Linked DNA regions of Sus scrofa: regions 1, 3, 4 and 5 are each linked to region 2. The links are chromatin contacts, called in public Hi-C, HiChIP or PLAC-seq and promoter capture Hi-C maps. All regions are on one chromosome and are shown on one strand. Each heading gives the region's core, a stretch centred on a gene start, on an enhancer-like site or on the middle of the called end of the contact. The rest is flanking DNA. Distances are from core to core; before and after follow the strand shown. Region 1 holds the start of STOML1 (stomatin-like protein 1). Region 2 holds the start of SEMA7A (semaphorin-7A). Region 3 holds the start of FAM219B (family with sequence similarity 219 member B). Region 4 overlaps CSK (c-src tyrosine kinase). Region 5 holds the start of ISLR2 (immunoglobulin superfamily containing leucine-rich repeat protein 2).

Region 1 (2,700 bases), core at 179-2,678, 350 kb before region 2:
CCCAGCCCCACAGAGGTACTACTGCGTTTGGGGAGATGGGGTTTAGGCTTTGTTGATTTGCTTTGGTCGGAGGACGGGGTAGGGGTGGGTGGGTGGGGGAGAACAGATGGGAAAGGACAAGGAAACTTGGTCAGGTACCTTAAAGAGTGACACAAAGAGGGAAGATCAGGCCCAAGGGTTCTGACCTTCTCGATTGGGGTAGGGATGCGCGAAAGTAGAAAAGGGGACCAGGATGAGTTAGGTGGGCCTCTCTGGACTGTGATTCTCTACTAGCAGCGGGGTGAGATGCTGAGGGTCAGTGGCACTGGAGACCAGACTCTTGCGCCCACGCTGGCGACTTACCTCTTATCCCTGCCTCAGGTGAAAGACCCCACCTGTTAGGACGAAAGGAAATAGCAGCCTTATTGCACTGGCTTGGGAGCCCCGAGTATGTCCCAGGCGTTGAAAAACCAGAACCCTAGTTCTTAGATCAGAAAGTGGCAGAGAGGTAGGTGTCTTGGCTAAGGCCTCAAGTTCCTGTGGTTCCCCCTTTAGGAAGCTTCTTGGATCCTTTTCTCCGAGTCCTCTGCCCTCCCAACCCCCATCCCCAAAGGGTTTAATAGGAGTTTATTAGTCTCCTCCTGCACAGACTCCCCAGCCTCCCACATCAAAGGAACTACTTACATCACTTGCTCTGTGTTCTAACAGGCCCTTTTTACTCTTCCTCTTGAAAGTACACGTAAGACCACATTGCAGTAACTTTTATTATCTGCTTTATCACACCCAGGAATAATATTAACAATACCGTTAACCTTTATGAACACTTTTCATGTGCCACGTATTGTGTTTAGCATTTTTTTGGTAGTAAAATACAATAACATCTATGTGTTATGTGTGTTTTATCCTTTTCTAAGTGTAAAAGCCAGTGGCTTCAAGCCGTTGGTAATGTTGTGTAACCATCACCCATATCTTTCCTGAGTTTTTTCATCCAAAGTCTGTACCGTCTAAGTAATAGTTCCTTATTCCCCTCTTCCCCCAGTGGCTGAGAGCCTCTAATCTACTTTTTGTCTCTGATTTTGCCTAGTCTGGATATTTCATATAAGTTTAATCCTACAACATTTTTCCCTTTGTATTGGATTTTACTTAGCATAATGTCTTCAAGGTTCATCCATGTTGTAGCATGTATCAGAATTTCCTTTTGAAGTCTGAATAATATTCCATTGTATACCACATTTTGTTTATCCGTTCATCTGTTGATGGGTACTTGGGTTGTTTGTGCTTTTTGGCTATTGTGAATAATGCTGTGTGTAGAACAATGGGTATCTGGGTACTTGTTTTCAGTTTTTGGGGGTATATATCTAGGAGTGGAATTGCTGGATCATATGGTAGTTCTACGTTTAACTTTTTGAAGAACTACCAAAGTGTATTTTGGTATTTTATATGAGGTTATATGACATACACTTAATGAATCTCTTTTCTAAACTTAAGTTCCTTGAAGGCAGGGATGTGTGCTATACATCCGTGTATAGGATGGGCCTAGTACCGTGTCTTAGGAGAAGCAGGTGCTCAGTAAATTGTGGAGTAAGTGTGGGAAGGTTTGAGTAAACGGAGGATTGGGGTGCTGATGGGTTTTGCCTCATCCAGTGACAGCCTGGTATGGAATAGTAAGTTCCACTCCCAGCCTCCAGCCATAGGGGCAAGCACGTGTTGGGTGGGGACTCCTGGAACTTCGGGTCTCACCTCCCTCTCTGGTCCCCCAGCAAGCCATGGAAGAAGAGTTCCAGTTCTTGCGCTGCCAGGGCTGCCGGAAGGAAGCCAAATGCCCCAAGCTGCTACCTTGTCTGCACACGCTGTGTTCAGGATGCCTGCCGCAGCCGGGCTTGCAGTGCCCCATCTGCCAGGCACCCTGGCCCCAAGGCGCTGACACGCAGGCCCTGGATAACGTCTTCTTCGAGAGCCTGCAGCGGCGCCTGTCCGTGTACCGGCAGATCATGGATTCGCAGGCGCTTTGCACCCGCTGCAAAGAACCAGCCAACTACTGGTGCTTTGAGTGTGAGCAGCTCCTCTGCGCCAAGTGTGTCGAGGCGCATCAGTGGTTCCTCAAGCACGAGGCCAGGCCGCTGGCCGAGCTCCGCAGCCAGTCGGTCGGCGAGTTCCTGGACTGCACGCGCAAGTCAAACAACATCTTCTGCTCCAACCCCAACCACCGCAGCCCTGCGCTGACTAGGTGAGCGGACTGGCCCAGGGTGTGGGTGGCGCATCTAGGAGCGGGGTAGAGGATGCGGGGAGCAGAGATAATAGAGTCCCACTAGGAACGTGGGACGGGGAGCTTCTAAGGTCTTACAACTCAAAGTGTGGCTCGAAGACTAGCTGCGTCAGTGGTGATGATACTCTTTGTGCTATCGAATGCAAATGGATGGATAGTAATAGTTTCCAATTTCCCTTATAAGAAATAATGCTGCAGAATCATCTTTGCACGCATATTCAGGAATTTCTTTAGGATAAGTTTTCAGAAATGCCTTTGCTAGGTGAAGGGGTATGAAAGTTTTATGTTTCGATACATATTACCAAACTGCCCTTTAGAAAGTCTTATAATGGAATTTTCCACAAGCACTGCCATGGAGTCTCAGTACAGCTAGATTCTAGGCTGAGGTGTGAGTAGTTAGTTTCTATCTGAAAAGTCAAAACCGGAACACCATGCTATCTGAGAGTGTTTGTATG
Region 2 (2,700 bases), core at 71-2,570:
TGCCCCAGATAATGCTCAGGCTCCTGCAATCCCTGCAAACCGCCTCAGGCATCAAAAGGCTCCCAGAGAGACCAGACCTACCATTCCCACCCCCACTGCCAGTCCACCACCACCACAGGGGGGCTGCAGCACCTGCCAAATTTGGGGACAGAGCATAGTCGTCCTGGGGGTGGGGAAGCATTTTTGTGCAATGCAGGGAACTTCAGTCCCTTGCAACACAAAACCTCAAAACCTACCCAGCCAGCTTTTTGACCCATTGTACAGTGATCTAAACTGAGGCGCCCCTGGGGAGACTTCGGTCCCCCAAGTTCACATATCCACCAGGGCCTAAAAGCTGCAGCCCCTTGCCAGATCCCCTACCTGGGGGTCCCAGTGGCCGCGCCCCACCCAACTGGCACTGCCCCCCATGCTGGCTCGGATTCCTGGTGACAACTGCCACGTGCGGACAAGGGGGGAGCGGCGGGTCCCAGCATTGCAGAGGCAGCGCCGGGGTGCCTGAAGCCTCCGCACGGAGCCACGTCCCGGCTCACTACAGGGTACCCACCCCTTTACCCGGCCCGCGCTTGGGGCCGGGGCGGGGGCAGGGGCAGGCAGCGGGGTCTTTGTTCCCGCAGCCGGAGCGCAGCGGCGGCGGCAAAGGGTCCGCGCCCCCCTTGCCGGCCCAGCCTGCGCCCTGCGCGACAGCGGAGCCCATAGCTCAGAAAGAGAGGAGCTGGGTGGGGGTCCCGGCAGGAGAAAGGATTCTGCACAGAGGCCTCAGCGCTGGAGGACTGAGAGCGCCTCGGGGCCGAGAGAAGGGCCCTCTCCCTCCCCCCTGCACCCCCGCGCTGCGGCTCCCGGCTGCGGGCGGACTTGGAGTGACTTAGCCGGGGCTCCAGCCCTTGCCGCTCGCTCGCCGCAGCGTCACAGCCCGCTCCGGCGTGGCAGCGGGCACACTCACACATTCACCCAGACCCACACGCTATCCGCGGGGACAGCCCAGGACCTGCATAGCCGCGCGCACGCACTCTCTCCAGTGCTGCACACTCCGCACCCGCCCCGCGCGGCATCGGATCTCGAGCCGCGCTGCAAGCGCGGCGCCACCTACCTTTCCAGACAGCAGAGATGCGGGGTCCGCTCTTCGAGTGGCCTTGAGAGGCGGCGGCCGTCCAGAGCGGCAGCAGCAGCAGCAGCAGCAGCCGCAGCGGGAGCCCGGACCGAGCCTGCGGACTGGGAACGCGGGCGCGCGGGGCGCCGAGGGCGGCGCATCCGGGCGGAGGCGGTGTCATCCCGCGGCCCCGGAGCAACGGCGGAGAGCAGCCGAGACTGAGCCAGCGCCCGACCGCAGGCAGATCCAACGAGAGGAGGCGGAGTCAAACGCCTGACCCCACCCCGCCCCTCCCCCGTCCCTCTCCGACTTCCCCACCCGCTGGCTTAGGGGTAAAGCAGTGACCGCTGTCAGGGGAATCTTCGACACCCCTTTCCTGGGCAACTCCACGGGGATAACCTGGGGGAAGGGGAGCAAGACAGACTTGTGGTCTCCTGTGATCGGCGCCAGGTCCTGTCCCCTCTCAAGGCCTTAGATTTACTCCCCCCACCCCAGGAAGGGATTGGCCTAGAAGTCAGAGAGGACCTCTCCTGAGGGAACAGACAACCTCGATAATGATCAGCTAAGTGGACTCTGAAGGCTGTGGTTCTCAGAGGATGGGCTGACCTGAGTGGACACGGCTCCTCTGAGCCTATAAGAAGGAACAAGACGCTTTCCCCTAAGGAGGGGGTGTGGGTTTTGGGCAGAAGGTCGATAATCTGTAGGGAGCACTCAGAGCCCCATCCTTGCTCAGCTGTGAGAACACGGAATTTTCATCTTGGCCTGGCTCCCTCCCCGCCTTTCTCCTCCCTTCCCCAGCCAGCAGCCTTCTGGGCTGCCTCCCCCCCAGCCAGCTGGTGTGTGCTCAGAAAATCCAAACTCATTTCCATGTGAGTGGAGGGGGATATAATTAAGAAGTCCCCTTCCCCAAGCAGAAAGAGAGGGGAGCATCCTGCGTGCCCAGGACTCACTGTTGGGAAGGCAGAGTCAGTCAGACCAGCTTTAAGGGATCTCTGCCCACAAGATGCATAGTTAGTGCTCAGCTATGCAGGCAGCCTGATGACCCCACCATGACCCCCTGCATAGGGTCCGGGCCAGTCCCTCTACAGTCACCTGAACAGCCCAGGCAGCTCTGCTTTCAGCTCACCTATTCAGAGCCATGTGCCTGCCTTTCTAAAGGAGTCTTCTCTCCCTCAAGCCAGAGAGGTCCCAGACCCACCTCTGCATCTGCCCAAGGTAACCATGGATGAAAAAATCCACTTATCCAGTGCCTACTGGATGCTTACCCCCAGGTGGACTGCACAGAGAAGAGACAGGGTGAGGAGTAAGTAGCAGAGGTGCACTGCAGCCTTCAAGACCCACAGACCTAGCTGGACTTGAGTCACACGCTGCAGACACCACCAGAGACAGAGAGCAGCCTGTCCTGGCCTCAGCTCCAGCTCCAAACCTCTGCCCTGCTCCATGGCCAAGAAGAGGTTATCATCAGGAAGTTCTGCCTTACCATTCCATATTTTGCTTCCAGCTATCCCCTCCTGCTTCCCTAAGTGTCACCAAAATACACCAACAGGCCAAAAGGCGAAATCAAGATGGCTCCAGAGATCATGCAGGACTAAGTTCCTGGCTCACTGGATGGG
Region 3 (2,700 bases), core at 85-2,584, 440 kb after region 2:
CAATTTTACCCAAATCACTCCCCAAGGGTATTTCCAAGGAGTGCACTTACCTGTCAGAGTCAAGGGACACCAGGTTTTCATCTGGACTCTGACTAAGAGCAGTATAGCCCTTGTTAAACTTCACTGACCTAAGGGGAGATGGGGGGAAAACCAAGCATAGGTAAAGCACCAGCTTTTCGCAGCGAAAGCCAGAGTCCTCACCCTTATGGGAAAAAACCCAACTGATGGCACTACTCCTGACTTGCCTTCTACCTGGTCACACAGCCACCACTGCCTGCCATGTATGTGGCTACAGCTCCTCAGAATATGCACTTCCTCACACCACTCCCCCTGCTGCTCCTGAAGAAAAGCACACCCCCTCTTTAATGAATTGGGAAAAGCCCTGTCTCCCCACCTAATTTAACCAGGGAACAGAAAAAGTTCTTAGGCAAATTCCTTCACCTGCTTTAGCCCTTATTTGTAAGAGAGGCCCTGGATAAAGTCCCACCCAATCCTTAGAGTTTACCATTCTGTTAGAAGCAAACAAACAGCCCTGACTTCCCACACTGCTCTCCATCCTCACTCTTTGGGGCCCCAGCCACTATATTCCTCCCTAACTTAGTGAATGACCCTACTCACTGACAAAACTTATTCCAAAGCCCTTTCCTTGAAATCATCACATTCTAGAAGGAAAAGAAAAGGTGGTTCCTCTTCTCATTTTAATGCAGTGAACCTGACAGGTTGGCTTCAGGGGAATCACTAGTTCGGCCCCTAAACGTGTGTTTGCTTTCTGTCTCCCGGCCTGAACACTAAAGCCTTCTCTGGAAACGGTTGCACAGAGGAAGTGGCGCTTGCTGAGACCTTTTTCCTGAAGAGTCGGGGCGGTTCGGCGCGGCACCCAGCATGCCCTTTCTCCGCAAAACTGCCTTGGCCAGGTCCCGGTGTTTCTCTGGAAGTCAAAGGGCCGCAGTCAGAGGGATCCTCCCCATTCCGCAGTGTATCCCAAACGCCAGGAGCCCGCTCTCCGAACGGATTTTGAGGTGCGGGAGCGGGCTGCAGGTGCCCCTCCAGGGTCGCCCCGGTGCGGCTCCGGAGCCCGCCCGGGGACACAGCAGCCCGCCCCGGCAGAGAACCCCCACCAGGCAGCACTCACGCAACTTGGCCTGAATGGAAGGCGCGCGCGTCACCATGTATGGCCCCCGCTTCTCCACAGCAGCCAGAGTCCGCTCCCCAAGCCGGGGTACTCCAATACCGCTTCGGCCGGAGGGCGGACCTGCAGACCCAGCACCGCTGGGCCGGGGTCCCAGAACGGACGCCAGAACCGCGTGCCCACTGGGCTCCGCTGTCGCCATCGCTTGGCCACGCCCCTCCGGGTGGTGGAGCCCCGCCTCCTGGCTAACCAGCCAGCAACCGGGAAGGAGGCGGTCTCTCCTCGAGCAAGATGGCGGCGCGCGGGCGCAGATTGTACCCGCCTGAGCTTTCCGGTCCCATCAGTTGCGGGGTTGGCTCAATTGTTCCGCCCTTCCGGAGGGTTTGGATTGCTGCAGTCCCGCCTTTCTGGCACACCACGTGCTTTTAGTTGGCCTGAGTTCCTGGCTGTCAAACTAAATTTTTTCTCTAGTGGAAATTAAATATCAATATTTTCGGGGTGGCCGCGGATGTGCACCTGCGGACTTCGAGCTCTTTGCGCCCTGGTGCGCACGCGCTCCTCGTGGTATCTGCGCATGGGTCCTCTTGCCACAGCCGCAGCTCCCCCAGGGCGGACCGGGGAGAGCTTGGATTGAACCAGAAAGAGCAGTAGGAGACAGGAACGTGTCAGCGCCCTTCTCCAGAAAAGAAACTAGGCGCGGGAAAACAGTTTAAAGACCTTGTGGAGGTCACACAACCAGAGACACTGCCTGCGCTGATACTCTAATGTCAAGTCCAGGTTATTTCCAACACCACGCAATGCCTGAGACCTTGGATGAGGCTGACTCTCTCTAGGACTCAGTTTTCACATATTATTATTATTTTTTGTCTTTTTAGGGCCGCACCCGTGGCATATGGAGGTTTCCAGCCTACCGGGTCTAATCGGAGCTACAGCTGCCGGCCTATGCCACAGCCACAGCAACGCGGGATCCAAGCAGTGTCTGCAACCTACACCACAGCTCACGGCAGCGCCGGATCCTTAACCCACTGAGTGAGGCCAGGGGTGGAACCCGCATCCTCATGGCTCTTAGTCGGATTCGTTTCTGCTGCTCCACCGGGAACTCCAGTTTCCACGTTTTAAAATGGAACCAATATCACTACCCTTCTTACAGCGACAAACAAGGGCAAAATAGGCCTTGGGAAGAAGAATGAAAGTGTGTCCAGGCCGGAGCTGTCACAGCTCGTGACTTCTCTGGCCCCCAAGGGATGTGTTTGTAGCTGGCTGGTAAGTAGCTCCAGATCCTTGTAGTAACTGCGAAATCTCATGAGGCTGTCCCAAGGCTAATTTATTAGTCTCCACAGGGTAGTTCAAAAATGTACAACTTATGAGCCTCCAGGGCCACAAAAACAGTTGAGTGGGAGTGTGATTAGGCGGGATAGGAGAAAATAATTTATGACTGCGTTTTTTAAAGTTTTATTTTTTAGAGCCACAGGTGCGGCATATGAAAGTTCCCAGGCTAGGGGTGGAATCAGAGCGGCAGGTGCAGGCCTATGCCACAGCCACATCAACTCGGGATCCTTAGTCTGAATCCT
Region 4 (2,700 bases), core at 190-2,689, 340 kb after region 2:
TGGGCCCTGGACCTACCCATTTTCCTTCTGTTCCTCCAGCATCAGAGATGCACAGACAAGGCCTCTTCTCTGAGGGTCCAGATGCCTCCTGTCCACCAGCTTCAGCCATCCTGGGCCAGCCCTGTTTCCCCAGTGCAAATAGAGGCCAGCTTTCCCTGGGAAAACTGAGTCTTGGACAAGGGACCCAGGCGTCTTGCGCCCCAAGCAAGGGACAGCCATGCCAGCCTCATGGTCTTGCCCTTCCCAGCATCTGGGAGGGAGGAGGCAGAGATTCTAGACCCTCGCCCCTGGGAGGTGGAGGAGAACATGGGTAGTCCCCAAATCACAGGGGAAGGCTTGTGTGTTAGCGTCCTTCCCTTTGGCCGGTGTTCCTCAGGTTTAACCTGAGTGTGTACTGCTGTGACGTCACTCGCTTCCTCTTGTTCTGCTTCTGTGGGGACCAGTGCCCTACTAGGGCCAGCCCGTGGACAGTAGGAGGAAGCCAGTCTCAGCCTGGCACTCCCAGGGCCTAGGAGTCCATAACCCCAGGTGATCCTGGTATGGCTCAGGACTAACTTAGGAAAGGGTCCTCCCTGAAGCGGTCCATTCAATGCAGAGGGCTCCCAGGTGCATGACATTGGATTCCAGCAGCCAGACTTTTGCCTTTGGAGTTTCTCCCTCTTCCCTGGTCTTGGCACAGGGGAAGTGGGCATTACAACTGCCCTCCTGTCCCACAGCTTGGGCTTGGATGAGGTCACAGGGTGTGGTCCTCTCCAAGATGCTGGCCTGGCTGGGGTGAGCCCTTTGGGTGTTTCTCAGTGCCCCCCTCCTTGGTTGGGGACAGGATGGGTGGAGGAGCAGGCCACCCCCCACGCCAGGCAGGGAGCACTGCCTCCCTTCCTCCACTCCTCTGGGTCCCTTCATCCAAGGGCTGGAAATAGAATCCGCTAAGTAATGATTAAAGTCAAATTCAGACCTAAAAATAAAGAGCTGGTGAAGGAAGAGCTAGTGTGCTCCCTGCGTGGCTGAGGGGAGAAGCAGACTGGGCGAGGCTGGCTTCAGGGGGCTGACCCCGCTTCCCGGGAGAGTCCAGAGCCCACTGCGGGATCAGGAGTACTCCACTAGTGGGGGGTGGTCTCGTATCAGGCAGGCCCCAGCCCGTCCCAGTCAGGGCAGACTGGAAGGACCAGGCAGAGAATCCCGTTTTTCCCATAGGGAAGCTGAGGCCTGGGAGGAGAGGTGGTTTGTCCAGTGACTGTCCAGTAGCTCCCCTTGGCAGGCCCCCAGGGCCCTGAGGGCCCCACGCAGCCTGGCTCGCCTTTCTGCCTGCTCAGTTTCTCTTCCTGGTTTTGAGGTACTGTGATGAGCATAGCTTCTCATCACACACCAGCTCTGTACGCCTCAGTAGGGCTGGGCCTCCAACCGCAGCTTCCCTCCGCCTCCCCCCCTTTCCGTGGTCTGGGCCCCCAAGAAGCAGAAGAGAGGCGGCCTGGCACCCCCTCTGTCGGTCCTGCTCTCTGCAGTTGGAAGCCTTGTGGGTGGGTGAAAACCTGGGTATCATCTGACGCCTGCACACCCTGGCGGCTGCTTCTCAGCCCGGCCCCTGGTCCTCACCCAGGCCTGGCTGGCTGTAGCCTGTGCTGTCCACACTGCAGGGAGACTGGAGGGGAGCGGGGAAGAAGGAACCCTGAGAGCTCCACTGCTGGCCAGTAGAGGAGACCAGAGTCAGAGGAGTTAGTCAGGGGAGGCCTGTGGTTCCAACTTCCTGGCAGGGCTGGTAGGAGCTCAGAAGCTGGGGATCTGCGTAGGCTGGAGCAGCCTGGAGGGCTTCCTGGAGGGGAAGGGCCATGAACATCGAGAAGCATTTGAGAAAGAGGGAGGGTAGGGGCAGAGATCCTTGCTTGGAGTATCTACCTGCTCTAGGGCTGCTGGCTTCTCTAGCTGCTGTGTGGCCCTGGATAAACTCTTGGCCTCTCTGCCAGGCAGGGTATGGCACAGATGTAACCCACACTTCCCAGAGCAGGAGGCCGGTCTCTGGGCACAGGTCCCCTCAGCCACCCTCCTTCGCCTAACTGTCCCTTTTTAGGGTGTCATCTGTCCTGCCTAAGGAGAGGGTGGAGGGCTTTCTCCCATCCAAGTTCAGACAGAATTTGAACTCAAACCCTTGCTCTGCCCCTTGGAGCTGGGTGACTCTCCTCAGCCTGGTTCCTCCTCTGTCAAGCAGATCAACAGTAGTACCTGAGGGGAGTTTTGAGGATTAAGTAACTCAGGCGGCATTGGGTCAGTAGGCGCTCACTCCCATGCTCTCGTTTGCACAGTCTACCCTGTGGGGGGAGGGTACTGGTAACACCTCTTTTCCCTCTTCTGGGGAGCTAGGCTGAATGTGCTTTGAGTTGGGCCGCCCTAGCTGTGTGTTTTGTGGGTCCTGGTTCTGAGATGGGGAGACCAGGAATCAGGGGGCCAAAGTTCTGGATAGTTCCCTGGCCTCTGGGCCCCACCTGTAAGGTGGCTAGGAGACTTTGGGGTGAGGGACAAGGACACTCTGGTTTTTAAGGGTTCATTGAAGGTCAGTGCTGACAGGCTGTATGTAAATGTGGGCAAATGAAGATGCAAAGACCATAGCGTGTACTTGGGGCGGGGGGCGGCAGAACCGAGGCCTGGGTTAGGGCTCTGGGGAGGCCTAGAGTCCCCACTGCCCAGTGCATGTAGGTAATTAGGCTC
Region 5 (2,700 bases), core at 140-2,639, 300 kb before region 2:
TTAGGTAATTTGGCCAAGGTCATACAGTGAGTACAAAGGGGGGGAGTCCTGAGCCAGTGTGTGTCAATCAGACCTAAGGAGAGGCAATGGTGGAGTCTGATGCTAGAATGTTCGCTCCTAACCACTATGTAGAGTATGTATGAGGTGAAGGAGGGATGGGGGGGCAGTGGTTTATAAACAGGGACTACAGAAGCCAAAAGGTTGGAAGCTCTGCATTTAGGAAATTCTGGCTGGAGGGGAGGTTTGCCTGAGCAGACTGCTAAGCTGGGGATGCGTGATGCCCTTCTGGGCTCTGGCTTTCTTACTCTCGGAGACCCTCCCTTCATTTATTAAATCACGCACCTGTCATATTAGATACAAGGACATGGCCACCTCTGAATGCAGTTGCACTCAGTCGAATGTACAATGTGATATATCCTAAACATTTAATCAAACATCTATTCCTTCCAACTTTGTAGTTTTCTATTCCCCTTTTAGAGCCTGGAAAAGATTTTCTTTTTCAGACCTTGGACTTTTTATAGGTCCCTGGGAAAGTTAGAAGACTTAACTTTCTTAACTCAAAGAGAAAGTGCTCTGGGCACCAAGGGATGGGATTGGGGGGGGTAGGTTGGGGAATACAGGACGGTTTTGTCCCAGAATTAAACTCATTAGTTCGTGCCAGGGACTATTCGATCAATGAGTATACAGAGGGTGCCTATTATATCCTGGGCATGAGAAACACAATGGGGTGTGAGGTGGGGTGGGGTTAGGGGAGGAATGTTGCAGACTCCTGGGATGTACACTGGGTGTGCATGGGAAGGAAAGCTTCGGTGCCTTGGTTTAGCGTCTCCCACTTTGAAACATGGGGTCCCGGGTGCAGCACATGCCTTGATCCCAGGCTTGAGCCCCAGTATTCCCCAACCATTGTCCCAGGGCCTCGGAGGCCGGCTGGCAATTTCCAGCAGGGGGCGCGCACAAACCAGACCTGGGACCAAGGCTTTGGCCAGAACCCGGGAAGCGAGCGCTGGGATCACCGGGCTTTCAACTCACCCAACCCTGAGACCGTCCAGGGCGGCAAGGTGGAAGGTAGAGATCAATCCACAAAATGCTGTCCGGAGCTCCAGCTCTCTGCCCTGGGTCTATCTAGGACTGGCACCCTGCCTGCTCAAAAAGCCTTATTCCGGATTCTGTGGATTCCAAAACTGGGCCCTCCGTGCTGGCCTCTTGGAACCTTGTATCCCTCCTCTCCCTACACCTATTTCCACACACCGGACTAGATATCTGTTTCTTTAACCATCAAAGACGTGGGTAGCAATGGGGGTGGAATTTCGCTCCCAGTTCCCCAGCCGTTCAGTGACTGTACCATTATTAACATTACAGACATTAGAGCGGCTCTTGCGTGCCTGGTGGCACGGGTCCAGATACTCTCAGTCTTCTAGCAGGGCTCGGAGGCAGATCCTGGAGTCATTGCTCCTACCCCTAGCCTCAGCGAACTCTGCTCAGAGCGAGATGGGCTCCAGCCCAGACAGGGCGTGCACTGAGCTCTTCAGGGTCCAAGGCGAGGGTAAGGTCGTCTTTCCCCCAGGGCAGGGTTGGGAAACAAAAGCGCTTGCTGGAGACTGGATGGGAGCCCTGAGGGTCTGCCAGAGTCGGCACCCTCACCTGGGTGGCCGCTGCACCCTCCGGGAGCCTGGAGCCCTGTCTCCCTGAGAATTCCCCTGGCTTCTGTATCTCCGACAAAAGAGCAAGGATGAGGGGCTTTCTTGGCCGGCGGGCTGCAGAGATTCTGGGGATGTGGGTGGGGCAGGTGTCTGCAGTCCAGGGAAGCTCTCTGCCGAGAGTGGGCGAGCTCATTTTTCCTTCCCTTCCCCAGTCTGTCTTTCGGTCCTTCAACTGCTCCATGTTATCCCCTGCCTGCATCCCCGTCTGCCTCTAGCTGAAGATGAAAAGAACCAAAAAAGAGGTGAAAACTGGGTGGAGGGTCCACAAGTCTCGCAGGCCTCCACACCTGGACCTTGGTCCTTGCCTTTATGCCGGGCGCCCCTCCCTCCTCCAGGAAAAGTCTTCAAGACACCCCAACCAGGACTCTGCAGCCCTGCTGCTGTGCCCCAGCCTCCTCAGATCCCTCTTCCTCAGACAAAGCTCCTGGAGCTGCTCTCTCAGGATTCCCAAGACACCAGCCACGCCCTCAGGACCCCCTCCTTGCTCCGCAAACAAAGAGGCTGTGCCAGGCCAGCCAGCCACGCCATTCCCTGGCCCAGTTAAGCCCAAACTGCTCAGACTCATCCCCAGACCTGCTCTGACTGCCTCCGCCACTGCAGGGTCAAGGTCCCTTTACTCCTCCTCCCCTCTCAAAGATACCTTCTCCCCCTGGGTGCCCTTCCAGGGGGTGGGGGTGGGGTTGTCTGTGAGGACTACAGGGCCCAGTAGGTGGAATGAAGTTCTGGGTTCTGAATTCTGGGTTGAGTGAGATGCGCTGGTCCCAGTCAGTAGCGACCACAGGACTAAGAGAGAGGGAAGAATGGGGAGTATGCGCGCTATTCATATTTAATTTACAAAGGCTCCTCTGAAGCCTTGGTCGGTGGTCTCTTTAGATGCAGCACCCATCACCCGGCTCTCTTGTCCACCTCCCCAGCTCATTAAAATGCTCAACACTCAAATCAGAAGACTGATCTCCAAGGCCCCAAACCCCATGGACCCACCTCCGGAGACCACTTCAGC

Evidence for each region. Promoter capture Hi-C pulls out the DNA fragments that hold promoters and counts their contacts. Hi-C and Micro-C count contacts between places; a contact is called where the count stands out from the background. HiChIP or PLAC-seq counts read pairs in DNA pulled down with a chosen protein or histone mark.
Region 1: a contact with region 2 is called in an H3K27ac HiChIP or PLAC-seq map of alveolar macrophages. The contact joins the promoter of STOML1 here to the promoter of SEMA7A in region 2. A contact is called at or near these places in 1 of 47 Hi-C or Micro-C datasets (liver) and 1 of 2 datasets of contacts at active chromatin or transcription factors (alveolar macrophages).
Region 3: a Hi-C map of embryonic fibroblasts shows a contact between it and region 2, with 1.9 times the contacts expected there. The contact joins the promoter of FAM219B here to the promoter of SEMA7A in region 2. A contact is called at or near these places in 1 of 47 Hi-C or Micro-C datasets (embryonic fibroblasts) and 1 of 2 datasets of contacts at active chromatin or transcription factors (alveolar macrophages).
Region 4: an H3K27ac HiChIP or PLAC-seq map of alveolar macrophages shows a contact between it and region 2. The contact joins the enhancer-like site here to the promoter of SEMA7A in region 2. A contact is called at or near these places in 1 of 47 Hi-C or Micro-C datasets (blood) and 1 of 2 datasets of contacts at active chromatin or transcription factors (alveolar macrophages).
Region 5: a promoter capture Hi-C map of fetal skeletal muscle shows a contact between it and region 2, with 7 times the contacts expected there. The contact joins the promoter of ISLR2 here to the promoter of SEMA7A in region 2. A contact is called at or near these places in 1 of 5 promoter capture datasets (fetal skeletal muscle), 5 of 47 Hi-C or Micro-C datasets (embryonic fibroblasts, liver, mesenteric adipose tissue and 2 more) and 1 of 2 datasets of contacts at active chromatin or transcription factors (alveolar macrophages).

Annotation. Positions count from the first base shown.
Region 1 is chr7:59,447,228-59,449,927 of Sscrofa11.1, reverse strand. It overlaps STOML1 (stomatin-like protein 1), which reads right to left and starts at 1,428. Exons shown (of 8, transcript XM_021099072.1): 1 at 664-1,428; 2 at 343-374. PML (protein PML) reads left to right here. Exons shown (of 10, transcript XM_001925572.5): 2 at 1-15; 3 at 1,740-2,206.
Region 2 is chr7:59,093,539-59,096,238 of Sscrofa11.1, reverse strand. SEMA7A (semaphorin-7A) reads right to left here and starts at 1,320. Exons shown (of 14, transcript XM_021099054.1): 1 at 1,088-1,320. The coding sequence starts at 1,268.
Region 3 is chr7:58,649,404-58,652,103 of Sscrofa11.1, reverse strand. FAM219B (family with sequence similarity 219 member B) reads right to left here and starts at 1,334. Exons shown (of 5, transcript NM_001243582.1): 1 at 1,133-1,334; 2 at 841-928; 3 at 51-128. The coding sequence starts at 1,331.
Region 4 is chr7:58,748,945-58,751,644 of Sscrofa11.1, reverse strand. The region is part of intron 1 of CSK (c-src tyrosine kinase); the gene reads left to right. Among named protein-coding and RNA genes, the nearest start is that of CSK, 4.7 kb to the left of the region's middle. Within about 2 kb of position 1,439, at least 36 of the 83 cell types and tissues checked have an H3K27ac peak or open chromatin away from gene starts, as enhancers often do. A contact at or near this core is called in alveolar macrophages, where this site is marked.
Region 5 is chr7:59,391,874-59,394,573 of Sscrofa11.1, reverse strand. ISLR2 (immunoglobulin superfamily containing leucine-rich repeat protein 2) reads left to right here and starts at 1,389. Exons shown (of 3, transcript XM_013978091.2): 1 at 1,389-1,543. The coding sequence starts at 1,489.